Linked DNA regions of Gossypium hirsutum: region 2 is linked to region 1. The links are chromatin contacts, called in public Hi-C maps. All regions are on one chromosome and are shown on one strand. The core of a region is the stretch at or near the end of the contact, and the rest is flanking DNA. Distances in the headings are between cores, read along the strand shown. Region 1 holds the start of LOC107948599 (ACT domain-containing protein ACR10). Region 2 has its middle 5.1 kb from the start of LOC121228615.

The links. Hi-C and Micro-C count contacts between places; a contact is called where the count stands out from the background.
Region 2: a contact with region 1 is called in a Hi-C map of leaf, with 1.7 times the contacts expected there. The contact joins the enhancer-like site here to the promoter of LOC107948599 in region 1. A contact is called at or near these places in 7 of 34 Hi-C or Micro-C datasets (fibers, hypocotyl, leaf and 1 more).

Annotation. Positions count from the first base shown.
Region 1 is chrA04:65,220,550-65,227,355 of Gossypium_hirsutum_v2.1, forward strand. It overlaps LOC107948599 (ACT domain-containing protein ACR10), which reads right to left and starts at 2,997. Exons shown (of 6, transcript XM_016883213.2): 1 at 2,614-2,997; 2 at 2,135-2,353; 3 at 1,936-2,041; 4 at 1,408-1,744; 5 at 929-1,213; 6 at 120-607. The coding sequence starts at 2,767. The coding sequence ends at 470.
Region 2 is chrA04:65,254,718-65,261,523 of Gossypium_hirsutum_v2.1, forward strand. No RefSeq gene overlaps it. Among protein-coding and RNA genes, the nearest start is that of LOC121228615, 5.1 kb to the right of the region's middle. Within about 2 kb of position 4,309, at least 2 of the 9 cell types and tissues checked have an H3K27ac peak or open chromatin away from gene starts, as enhancers often do. A contact at or near this core is called in hypocotyl and leaf, where this site is marked.

The sequences.
Region 1 (6,806 bases), core at 1,747-4,246:
GTGTTGCTATCTTTGTACCACTTGATGATCCCTTTTTTTACTACAGTCGATGCTAACCCGGACTCGGAGATGGGTGTTGGATATAAAGATTGGCACCAAAATGATGTGGAAATGAAAAATGACACTAGAAATTTGGTTGGATTGCTTTTCATTTAAAACCAAACTGACCCACAGAAAAGGGTCCACAATCAAAGATACTTTACACAAACAATATATGCATGATATCTACCTCTATGATACATTCATGTATACATGGCCATAACAACTTACTGTTCCTTTTATCTACTTCCTACCAACTGGTTCCTATATTGCAAGGTTAGCCTCAGAAGCTGGACGTGTAAGGTGCGAAGTTCTAGAAAAGTGATCCATATTTACACCGACTCCACATGGTGGTGGCAGGGTAAAGTATACTGTACAGCTGCGCTAGCAACGGCCATTGTGGAGGGGGCAATGTTGTGACCAATCATAGTTATTCCCAACCCATCAAGCGCTTCCAAACTTCTTCCTCAACCTTTCGTCTCAGAATGGATGAACTAGCCCCTTCATCTAGTAGAATCCTGTAAACTTCCCACTCTCGATCTCCGATCATGTGTCTCCCAATCTCTGCCTGAAAAATATGCAGACTCGAAAAGGTTAACCATGCAAATTTCCAGAATAAAAAGGGACAGACACTAGATTCCAAATAAATCAGTTTTTTGTCCGAATCAAGTGGTATAACAAAAGTAATGCATTGATTTATGTTCGGACAGACAGGAACAGCGAAGAGGAATAATCAAGAAAAGCACATATTGCAGAAAAGATGTGTAAAACTTACAGCCACATTATATCAACTCTAATGCAGTGTTAAGTTCAAACTCCCAATGAAGCAAGCTAGTTTTTAAGCAACAAAAATACAGAAAGCATATCAGGGAGAGAGTTGAGGAAGTACCGAGAAGATGCAAGTATTAAGCATCTTTAGAGCAAGGGTAATGTCATAAAAAACAAGAGGCCGGCCCTTGCTTGATAACTCTACGGGATTTGCAACTAGAAGCTCAGTGTCAGGACCCCGGCTCACTACAGTTACTCTTAGTGGTTGGAGCAGTTCCATTTTCAGACGCGACGACAATGCAGTTTGCTTGCTAGGATCAACTATCTTCTTCCCATCGGATTGCATTATAAACAAGTCAATCTCACACTTTCTTCCTTGTTTTATATAGAAGCGTCCATATGAAATCTAGTCACATAACGAAACTGAGGCATTAACAGGGTGGAACTAGTTTTCAGGCTAAGCACGATTCCCTTCCCAATTGAAAATTTAAAAAGTAAAACGGAGCTTCCGCAGTTTGGAAAGGATTCAAGCCAATTATGATAGACAGATGCACATCATAATACTGAACATTGACAATAAAATTTGGAAAAACAATCTACCTGAATGTTGTAATCCTTTAGAGTTCGCGTTATGTCGTATAAAAGACCTTTATGATCTTGACAAACAATCTGAACAAGCGTGTGAGCAAGACTGAGTGAGTTGTCCATCGTGACACAAACATTGTTGGAAGTAAGTGATACACTTGGGAGGTCATTGGACATCTCTAAGTTGAAAATATCATCAGTTATTGCAGACGGAAGATATGGAGATGCTTGAGAACATGCCGTAATTTCTGGTCCAACCTTTTCAATGTTAAAGCTAATCACAGCTTCCTGCATAACATCTTCCAATGCTTTATAAGTCTCCTCTTGCCTATTTTTTGTATGTAATAATTCCCTGAAAAAAAAAATCATAATATTACCAAAGGATATGACTCAAGGTAGAGATGCAAGAGGCCTTAGCGTATCAGGGTTACCACGAGCAGTAATATCATTTAGACATACACATATGTAGTTTGAATAGAAGGCAAATACATGCTGTTTTTTAACAACTGATCCTGGCTAACAAACATAACACATAAACTGAACCTGGTGTCTGTGATGAAGAAAAGGTCCACCACTGTTCCATCAGGAGTTGTTGATACCTTCACTTTCTGTATATTGAGTTCAAGACTAGAGAGAACTTGTGTCACATCTGCCAAACCAAAACATCTAAAATTCATTCACTGATCAAAGTTTTTAACCACATTTTAGAGCTCAAAATCTTGAAAAAGGAAAAAGTGATTACCATGCAGAAGGCCTTTTCTATCAACACAACAAAGCTTGATGAGAAAGACATCAGGAGGCTTAGGAGACTGCAACTCAGAACGGTAATAAGAAATTCCAGAAGCAGAAGAGCAAGAAGGGCAAGCCTGAACTAGTCTTTTCTTCAACAATTCCCACCTTGTCGCTGGCTTACAAACCACCCAAAATACTATATAACACCATTTCCCATCCGTAGATACATCTTCACAAAACAAATCCCCCCAACATAATCATTAATTAATTTTCTTTCTTTTTTTTTAAAACATATATATATATCATAAAGAAGTCTAAACCATGTGACCAAAACTTAAGTCCAAATGATCAAACTTTTGATATACTTCCCAAATGCTCATCATTAAAACCAAAATCAAAACCAAGTTTTTAAAAAAGTAATGGAAAAAGTGGGGAAAAACATGCAAGCTTGGTTTAAAAGAACAAGGGGAGGGGGGGATTTGGAATTACCTCCTCGGACAATGCTAAGACCAAAAAAGAGCAAGATGCGGCATAAATCAGAGCCTAAACCAGTTTTATCAGGGCAGTTAACAGTGATAAGAGAGGGGTCTCCTTCTTTCTCCGACGGCCTTATAATCACAACGTCGTCATGTAGAATACCCATAGTAGTAGTATAACTTGAATGGTTGAAGAAACAGTGAAGAAGTTGGTTTTGATTAGGAATTGATTTGATATATTCTTTGGGTTTTGGTTCAATGAGAAGTTGCAGTGCTTGTTTGAGTAGTAGCGTTGTGGAGAGACAGACAGACAAAACATAAAAAGCAAAGCAAAGCAAAGCAGAGAGAGAGAGAGAGAGAGAGAGGGAAAGTTACTGCTTTGCGTTTCTTGGCTTGTGGTTCACTTGTAGGAGGAGGAGTTGTTTAGCAGTCAATTTTTCTTTCTTTCTTTTCTCGTTTTTACCGTTGGTCTCAAAATCTCGGCAACTACTCCATCCTCATCTCTAACCAATTATGTGAAGCGAATTCAAATTACATTTGAGGATATAAATACCATTAATCTGATAAGTTGGATCCTTTAAACAGTTAATTTCAAACATATAAATAAATAATTTTTAGCATTTCTTGAAATAAAAACTCAATATATCACGATAAAACGACGATATATGTTAATTTACCTTTTTCACTGGGTAAGGTAGTTAGCATGTTACGTCACTCGATGGTAAATCACCTGTACCGCACATAGGCCATCAGCCGCCATCACGTGTCCTTTACTTAAGTTGTGTTTTAATGGTCACGTGACCTTGGATTGCTCTATGACCGAGACCTCGGGAAACTTTTGCCTGTTGGATGGCTGTCCATCGGGCTTCCTTGTATTAATCAATATTTAACTTCTCCCATTTTAGATCTTGGATCCCACTCATATATGTTGCCTTTCCTTCCCTATTTTAGATTTAACTTTTTCTTTAACTATTAAAGTAATTAATTTTATTTATTTTAGGTTACATTTTAATTTTTTACTTTAATGTATTATAATATTTTAGTCATTAAATTATTAATTATAATTAATGATATAACGGTAAATTGACATAACACATTAAATATTCATTACAAACAAAAAATTTAAATTAAATTATATAATTGATATCCATATTTTTTTTTATTTTATGCAATTTAATAATTTTTTATGTTTTTTTTTAACTTTTTTTTTTATTCTCTTCTAATTCTCTCTCTATTTTCTTTCTTTCTTCATCTCTTTTAACATATTTTTTTATATTTTTTATTTGTTAAAACTTTTTTTATTAACAGACAAAACTCACTTGCAATGAATTATTAAGTAAATACGGTTGAAATAGTAATCGAGAGAAAATATCAAATTACTTGAGAAATTTTAGCATAATTATTTTTTAAATCTTAATTTTAATAAAAATAGATAAAAAAAATTTATCACATGTCTTATGGATGAATGGTGAAATTACAAAAATGATGACATTAAAATTAATTATTGTAGTAAATTAAGGGTACAAGATGTGTTTGGACTAAAATGTAATAATGAATGTAAAAAGTAAAAAAAAATACTATTAAAAATATAATATTAAAATAAGTTTGCATATAGATTAAAAACATATTTGATTTAAATAATAAATATAAATTAAATTATAGTATATAGTACTATATGGATAGGTGTCTAATTAAATGTGCATAATGTATATATGGTTATATGTATATATTATGAATTTGTATTGTTGTGTTGGCATTAAATATAGGATAGGAAACTTATTCAATTTTTTTAAAGATTTATTTTTCTCGAAATTTTAATTTTTTAAATATATAAATAGTTTATCCTAATTGTAAATTTTTAAAGTTTATATAAATAATAGCATAAATAAATTTTAGGATAGGTTTAATTTAATACTTGGCCCTCAAATTATGGTTTTTGTTTGAGTTAGGTACCTAAACTGTATTTCGTAACTAATATTGGCCCGTATGTTATACCCGTTTTAAAAAAAACTTTCGGCCAGTAAAAAATTGACACATCATTAAAATGTTATTTCCTTTTATTATAGTTGAAAAATAAAATAAGGGTAAAATTTGCTAGTAATCACCCAACTATTAGTAAATTTCTTTTTTAGTCACCCAACAATGAAAAGTTACAAAATGGTCACCAACAATTCAATTTTATCTTTTTTGGTCACCAATAGGCTAACATGGGAGCTTTTAAAATTAGCATGATAACAATTTTAACCTTCAACATTTATACATTATGTCAATTAAGTCTTGATTCTAAACAAACACATTGTAATTTGGTCATATTTGGAGTTTTGCTTTTTTTTTTCTTGACATTTTTGCCTAAAAAGCTAAAAAAACAAATTTATCATCTACATTTGATTGAAAATATACAAAAATGGAAACACCCAAAAATCCAAAACAATAAATTTTATATTTTTTCATTTTTTTTAAAAATTAACCCTCAATGTCACAAAGAAAAGTAAATTTGCAAAAAAAAAATTACACAATGTGTAAATATTGAGAGTTGGCAAAATGACCGAGGAGGATTGATGCGAGTCTCAATGCCTAATTTCAATGTCAAAAGCCAAGCAAATCATACCTAGATTCGATCAAAGACAATAGGTGAGGTCTTTTCGAGAAAAGGGGGAATGATACATGCATGGAATAAGTGAAATTTATTAAAGTCAATTCAACCAAACTATCAATTTTCAAGTTGAAAAGATTAGTCAAATTGCGACGAATTTTTGGATGAGATCTAGCTATCTATAGGCTTAGATGTCTGAATAGAGTTGAAGAGCTATCTCTTAGCTTCAAAACACACTTTGAAGTACTTGATTTTGAGTTTCAGAACTCAAGTTATAACCCTTTTAGTGAAGTCTGCGCAAGTAGAATTTCTAGATGGGAATATTACAAAAATTACAAGTTTTGGGCTTTTTAGTCGAGTTTAAATCATATTGGGTTTGAATTTCAAGCTTAATTTTTTTATATACGAGCCTAATATTGTATTTATTAAGTTTTATTATTTATTTATTCCGAATTTTGGATAACTTTTAAATATTTTAAGTTATTTAGGAGTTTTATGTCAATAAGAAAGTTTAGTTTAAAACTACTTCTTTAGGTTAATTAGAGTTTTAGTATACTTAAGAATTTTATTTGGATTTACTTAATTAGCCTATATAAATGACTCTTCATTGTACACAATTATTCAACAAGCAATTAATTCATTATTCCCTTTGAATTAATAAAATTCTCTTTAAATTTTCTTTTTAAGAATTTCTCTTGAGTTTTATTTTAAAAGAATTTTAACAATCTTTTCAGATTGTGAGGATCATCTTCAAGCTTTTTCTTGTCAAGTTTTTTTATGGAGGAGAAATTAGAGTCGTTTGAAGGGGATTGTGGATTCATTGGGTTTCCAAAGCTCCTTAGGACTTCTATGCGCCATCTTCATCTTCTTCCATCTATTTTCTTTGTTTTCTTCTTTATCCTATTTTTTTCTTGTTTAATTATTCAAAACTTTGATTTATTTATTTGTTTTGTTTTCTATCTTAATTATTTATTTTAATTTTTTCCTTTTAATTTTTTATCTGACTTGGATTTTTCTTGTGTGTGTTTCAAGTTGCGTTGAAATCTAAATTTCTTTCCAATCATTTAGAGCCCTAAGTCAAATCTATGACTTGGACAAACTTACAATCCTGTTGCGCACTCATTCTATCAAGGATTGAGATTGAATGGTCATTGATCTATTCAATTTGGACCAAATGTTTGTGAATTCGTCCAATTTGTCTATTAAGATGCATGTTTAGTTGTAACCGAATTAATTTATTAATAGTTATAAAATAAGATATTGACAAAGAAGTTGGGTTATAGAGCTAAAAAACTTATCATATCTACCGAGCTTTACCCAAATAATAATCCACTATAGTTGAACTTGTACAAGACGTGATTTAAGCCCAACTTTCTCACCAAGTTGCAACCTTTCTTTTATATACAATTTAGATCACTCTCTCATTAAAACTTTCCTTTTGAAAACTTAGTTGTAAACTGATCAACAAGAATATCATACAAACAAAGAATTCACACTAAAAAAAAATCAAACATGAGCAAAATAAGTTGATTCTGTTCTAGGAAAATTGTTGGTGAGTTAAGCAGTAAGGAAATCTTCTTCAGCAGAGAAATTCTCATCATCCACACCATGAT
Region 2 (6,806 bases), core at 3,059-5,558, 35 kb after region 1:
GACCCCGACTAATCACCCTTGGGTCTAATAGAACCATGCTCGAAATAAATGACTATGGTTTTATCGATTAAACAGTTCTCGATAAATCCTCAATCATACCTTGAAAACCAAAGATTGTAACAGCCCGATTTTGGGCCTAGTCGAAACAGTGGTTTTGAGACCACTAATTTGAGGGTAGAGAAATTATTTTATTATTATTATAAGATTATATCATGTTTATATTAGTGCATAAAAAATTTGGTGAAGAAATTTTAGCGTTTATGAGCTTAATTACGAAAAAGGACTAAACCGCATAAAGTGCAAGAGTCCTATTTTGATAGCTAAGGGTATCAAATAGCTAGAGGACCTTAATTGGAGATCTTTAAAGGGAAATTAGACCTCTTAGAATAGCATGACTGGCCATGGGGACAAGGAAATAGAAAAGTCAAAGAAATTAGGTGGGTTGGTGACTTAAGTGAATATATTGAATAAAATAAAAATTTACCTTCATCTTATTTACTCTTTCTTTATTCCCACCAAAATATCAGCCATTAGAGGGGCTTGGGAAGCTTGAAAGTTTCAACAACTTATCCCTCTCTCAAGTAAGTGGTTTTGATAATTTTCTTAATGATTTTTACATTTTTGGACCCCTTGAAGCATGAGCTTTCAAATGAGGGGACCATTTTGCAAAATGGTTGAAAGTATAGGGTTTTACCATGAGAGTGTTCATGTAGTTTTATGAAATTTTATGAAATAATATGAGTATTAGATGTGTAATAAACAATTTTTGTGAAGAAGTTTTCAAGGAAACCCTAACTAAGGACCATTTTGCATAAGTTGAAAATTAGATGATAGATGTGAGAAATAATGGAAATTTTGGGTTGCTATAAGAGTAAAAAGGGTTCTACTAGGCTTAAGATATGAAGAAATTTGATAAAAAATCGATTTTTAGACCCAGGGGTAAAATGGTCATTTTCTCAATTATAAATATTGAGTACCTAGATCATTAAAATGATTAAATTTGTGAATTTTTATCATTATAGATCAAGAATTGCAAAATCCGGGCCTAGACCGGAGAAAAGCAAAGCAAGTGGACTAAGCCAAACAAGTAGCCTACATTTTGTATACCGAGGTAAGTTGTATGTAATTAATACAACTACAATGTTATTATATGTATTTGAATTGATATAGCATAAATTGCTTGTTTGTGGAAATGATCATGTATGATGAATCTTGGGATAGTAGAACTTCCGGGTGAATCTTAGAAACAAATCAGATATTCATGCTATGACATTCGGGTTAATTGTGTACTAATGTAAGACATGTCTGGGACATGCATCGACCACATTATGAGAGCCAGTGCAAGACTATGTCTGGGACATAGCATCGGCATTGAAACGAGAGCTAGTATAAGACATGTCTGGGACATGCATCGGCCTCGAGATGTAAGCCAGTGTAAGACATGTCTAGGACATGCATCGGCTACAAGATGTGTCAGTGTAAGACCATGTTTGGGACATGTCATCGGCACGGGTATGTTAAAGTCAGTGTAAGATCATGTTTGGGACATGGCATCGACTTGACTTGTGAGCCAGTGTAAGATCGTGTCTGGAACATGGAATTGGTATTATACCCTATTTTTTAGGCTTAATGAATATCCGATAGCATTCCGAATGGTTCAACGGGAAGAGTCACAGGTTAAGTTAAATAAGAAAAGTATAATCATGTTGTGAGTGGTACAGGTACCTATTTGAAATGTATGAGATGTGAGCTCAATATGTACTATGTGAAATGTATTGGCTAGTGATGAGTAAGTTGTGCTTATGCCTACTTAAGTACTATGAGTATGATGATGAATGGTAAAGTTGTTGTTATATTTATTGCATGCAACTTACTAAGTTTTATGCTTACCCTATTCCTTTCCATTTTCTTATAGCGCCGCCTAAATAGCTCAAGGACCAACAGACGTCAGAGCCAACAATCACACTATCAGCCGAAGCACTCGGTATAGTTAGATTACTTGTTTTGAGTATGGCATGTATAAGGCTTAGGCTTTAATGTTTTGTGTCGTTGGGAATTGGCCAAATGTGTTGGCTTGGGCTAAAACCCTTTATTTTGTAATAAGCCTTGAATGAGGGCTAATATTTGTTTTGTTATATATACATAAAAGATGTTATTTTCATGGATAAGTATATTGCATATGTAAAATGTTGTCTATTGTGGCTGTATATGGATCATTCTTATATTAGTGTTGATTGATTTTGTGTAGGTTATGTGAGTAAGGGTGACAATGAGGCTTGGTAGATAGCCTTATTTTTTTTTGCCCACACAGGTAGACACACAGGCGTGTGTCTAGACCGTGTGTGACACACGGTATGCCCCACAAGCGTGCGATCCGGCCGTGTGTCCCCTGCACGTGAAATTTGTAAGTTAGTATGCATGATAGTAAATACACGGGCTGAAACACGGCCGTGTGTCTCGACCGTGTGATGACCCTTAAGAATTGCTGACGTTAGAAATAGAATGTCCGGGTTTTTGCACACGGGCTAAGAACACGGGCGTGTCATGGTCGTGTGAGGGACACGGGCCATAGACACGGGCATGTGCTAGGCCGTGTGAAAACCCCTGTAGGTTCGAAATTGAAATTAATTCCACTCGGGTAAAGGACATGGGTGTGTCCCTGTATGTTTAGGCTGTGTGAGCCACACGGGCCAACAACACGACCATGTCGATTTAGTCACACGGGCATGTTGCCCCTCCCACACGGGTGTATGCCCTGTGTCTAGTGTTATTTTTCAGAGTTTGTTGAAGGACCCGAATTGGTCCTAATTGGTTTTTAAATGAACGTTTGGAGTATCGTAGGCTATATTGAAGAAGTTTAGACAAAGTTTTAAATTTGAACAGGTCTTGATGATTTAGAAACGTAGGAATGCATGTGTTCAAGGTAGGTAACGCCTCGTATTCCGTCTCGGCGTAGGGTACGGGTGTGGGGTATTACAAAGATGATGTTCAAGTCACAAATTTCATCTACCTACATCACCTTATGAAGAGATTGGTCCAAATTAGACTTAGCCCGAATAGTTTGACGCTTAGGAAATGTGGCCTATATTGGGGTCTAATACCATTAGTGCAATAATATCGTCAAATGTACTTGTAATTTTTTAAAAAAATTGGTTTAATAAAATTCTATTTTTTACATTAATACATTTTGTATAATATTCTCACGGTTTTTACAAGCAAAGCAAAATGTAAAGAAAATATTAGCTTATTGATTATCTAATGTTTAACTAATATTAAGTTGAATCATGTGGTTGGATCATAATACGAGAAAATAACTTATATTAATAGATAATCTAAATGGATCATAATAATTGAATCTAATTTTTATCTCAAAGAATTTAATGATAATAAACCTGGGTCATACTTGCCTCTATTAACTTATGCACCCTTTTAGAAAAATCGAATGATGCATCAACATTTTTAGTTAGCACATCATCCTTGGAGTAAATTTTGGTTGAAAGACATCAGTCCTCCACCCAGTGTGGATCCTCTTCTCTAAGGGTGTAAGCATGATCTTTGTATTGGAATTATATTATTGAATGCAAATGGGGACTAAAGAACTCAATAGTTAGCTTCAAAAGTAAAAATAAATAATGAATAAAGGTTGCTGTTAGTGGCGGCCACTTTGATAGAGGGAAAGAATGGGACAGGCTAACCAGTGGAAGTGAATTCTGCGTTCGAGATGTGAATGACGCCATGCTCCCAAATCTTTGGGTTAAACAATAGTTGCCTCAACTACTTGCGATAATTTCATAAATTTACATATAAAATTCTATTTTTAAAAATGTTTCTTTATAATAATGTTTTTTGTATTTTCATGATAATAAATAAATATTTTTATAAATGATTAAGTAAAATAATGCGTTGATATTATATTAAATAATCTTTTATCATTTATAACAAAAATTGTTCCTTATATAGATGGAAAAGATCTTTATTAATACCCCAAAAAATATATATCTTTATCATTTAACTTTTATTTTTCATTTAAACAAAATAATAACTGTATCAAGAATAAATAAAAATAATATTTGACATATTATTATCATTATTTTTAATTTTTAATTATTTATTAAAAATCCATAATTTGACATAAATCTTGTTACAATATTTTTAATTTATTTCTAATTTTATAAATGTTAGATATTTAAATTTTTACCATATGTCTTTATCATAATTGTATTATTTAATTTCACTTTACAATAATTATCTCAATTTCACTGTGGGTCCAATGCATTTGATAATCCAATCAAAGTGAAAATAGTGTTGTGAATTTCCAAGCATGTGGACCTACATTAACCCCCATCCAACAAGTGGAGCCAATACAAGTCTCAACTCTTTAACTCTTCACAAATAGGTTGAAAATGATGGGCTGTCATCCATAAATCCCAAAATGAAACCAAAACTAAATGAATTACCATTTGTGTTACACACTCATCTCCCACAAATTTATTCCAATCTTATCCTAAAATAAAATCCAAGTGTTTATTTATTGAAATAAATAGTTTGAATTTTCCATGTTTTGAATTTTATTGACATTTTCTTTCTTTTTGGTACTAGATTATTTTTTTAATACTTGTATAATTGATATATGCATATTTATAATTTGATTCATACGCTAACGTCATATTTGAATTGATATTTAATGTCTAAAATGTCGATTAAACTAATGAAAGGCTTGATTGATATAATATTAATATTTAAAATTTCAATTAAAACTTTTAAAAAGTTGAGCAATAATTTGATAATATTGGATGAAACTAATGCTTAATTTGATATTTATAACATATAAGTGCCAAGTTTCATTTTACTTCTTAATAATTGTGTTTTTTTTATCGTAATTGATTATTTTGATGTATTTTTAATAATTTTTATAAATTCGCTATTTTCAATTTCTAATAATTTTATATTTTTTAATAAATTTTATGGTATTTTAAATCATCTTTAGAATGAATATAGATAAATGAATGTCCATATTTATATGTACTTGAACTTCCATTTGTTTAGATTCATTCTAAATGTTCATTTTAGTAATTTTTAAATAAATTTTAAACTGTTTTTTTATTGATTGACACCACACAATATACTTATCCATGTGGCATGGCACATGTCAATTTTTAATTGCTTCCATTAATCACGTCAACATCTCTTAATGGTAAAATCAATTAACAATTTCCATTAACCAAAAAACCTAATTGATTTTTTTTTGTCATCGAAAACCAAATTGGATGCACTTTCTCTCTAATAGCTTAATTGATTTTATTTTTTTTGACTAAGAGCTTTTGAGATCATGTTGCATATTTTAAAAGACAAATTCTAAAGCATTTTGAATATACATATAAAATATTTGGAATAAATTATATTGATATTTAAATTCAAATATTGATGTTCACACAAAATTTTACTGAATAAAAATGAGAATGATTAAATAAAATATTCAAAAAAATGAATAATAGATAAAGAGTAAACGTACAATATTTAAAAGATAATATAATAGTAAAATAAAATTAAATAAAATAAAATAATTATTTATTAAGTGATAAGTAATTAAATAAAATAAATTGAATTTGTTCTTTATCAAGTGATAAGTAGCTTTTATCTAGTTATCACTCTCAACAACATTTTATAGAAAAATTAGCATTAAATAATGTTTTTTATGTATCTGCCTGCGTAGAAATTTGATCAGCGGTGAATTACTAAATAAGGTAGACATTAAATTAGTCTTTGAATCTAATAATTTTTTACTTTCTCGTAATGGAGATTATGTTGGGAAAGGTTATCTGAGTGGAGGTTTATTTGTGATTAAGACTATGCTTAATAATAATAAAGGCATCACTTATGCTTATATTATTGAATCCCTTGATATGTGACTTGCTAAATTAGGTCACATGAATATTCATTCTGTAAAAAAAACTCATAAAAATAAATATGCTCCCTAATCTAGATAGTAGTAGCTTTAATAAATGCAAAATCTATGTTAAAACCAAGCGTGCTAGACCTTCCTTAAAAACTCTTCTTGATAGGAAGACTGAACTTTTAGAGTTAGTTCATACTGATCTAGTAGACTTTAAAAACACAGAGAGGAAAGGTGGAAAACGCTACTATATAGCCTTTGTGGATGACTACTCTAGATATACAAAGGTTTATATTCTAATATCAAAAGATGAAGCTGGTAAAAGTTTTCTTCTTTATAAAGCAGAAGTAGAAAACCAGTTTGATAGGAGAATAAAATGTCTTAGATCCGATAGAGGTGGTGAATATGACATTAATTTTCTTAAAGAGGTTTTTGAAATAGACGATATTATGAGTTTTTTTGCTCCCTATTTCCCACAACATAATGGAATAGTTGAAAGGAAAACAAAACTCTAAAAGAAATTATGAATGTTTTACCCCTAAGTTTTGGTTTACCTGATAGTATGCATACTGTACTTTCTGCAAACCATATTCTTAATAAAGTGCCTCATAAAAAAATAAAATATACCCCATATGAATTATGGAAAAGTTATGCCCCTAATTTGTAATATTTGAAAGTGTGGGGGTGCTTAGCAAAAGCAAGCTTGCCTGCTTTTAAAAAGAGCATTATCAGACCTAAAACTATTGATGCTATATTTGTTGGGTATTGTAACACCCCATCCAGCGTATTTTCCAAGTTGGTGGTTTGTGTGGGTCGATTGTTGGCTAAAGTATAAGCCAAAGAAATTTGATTTACGCCCTAACCGACAAGTTAAGTTAGTGTTGGTTGTCACGCCATGATTGGCAGATTGTTT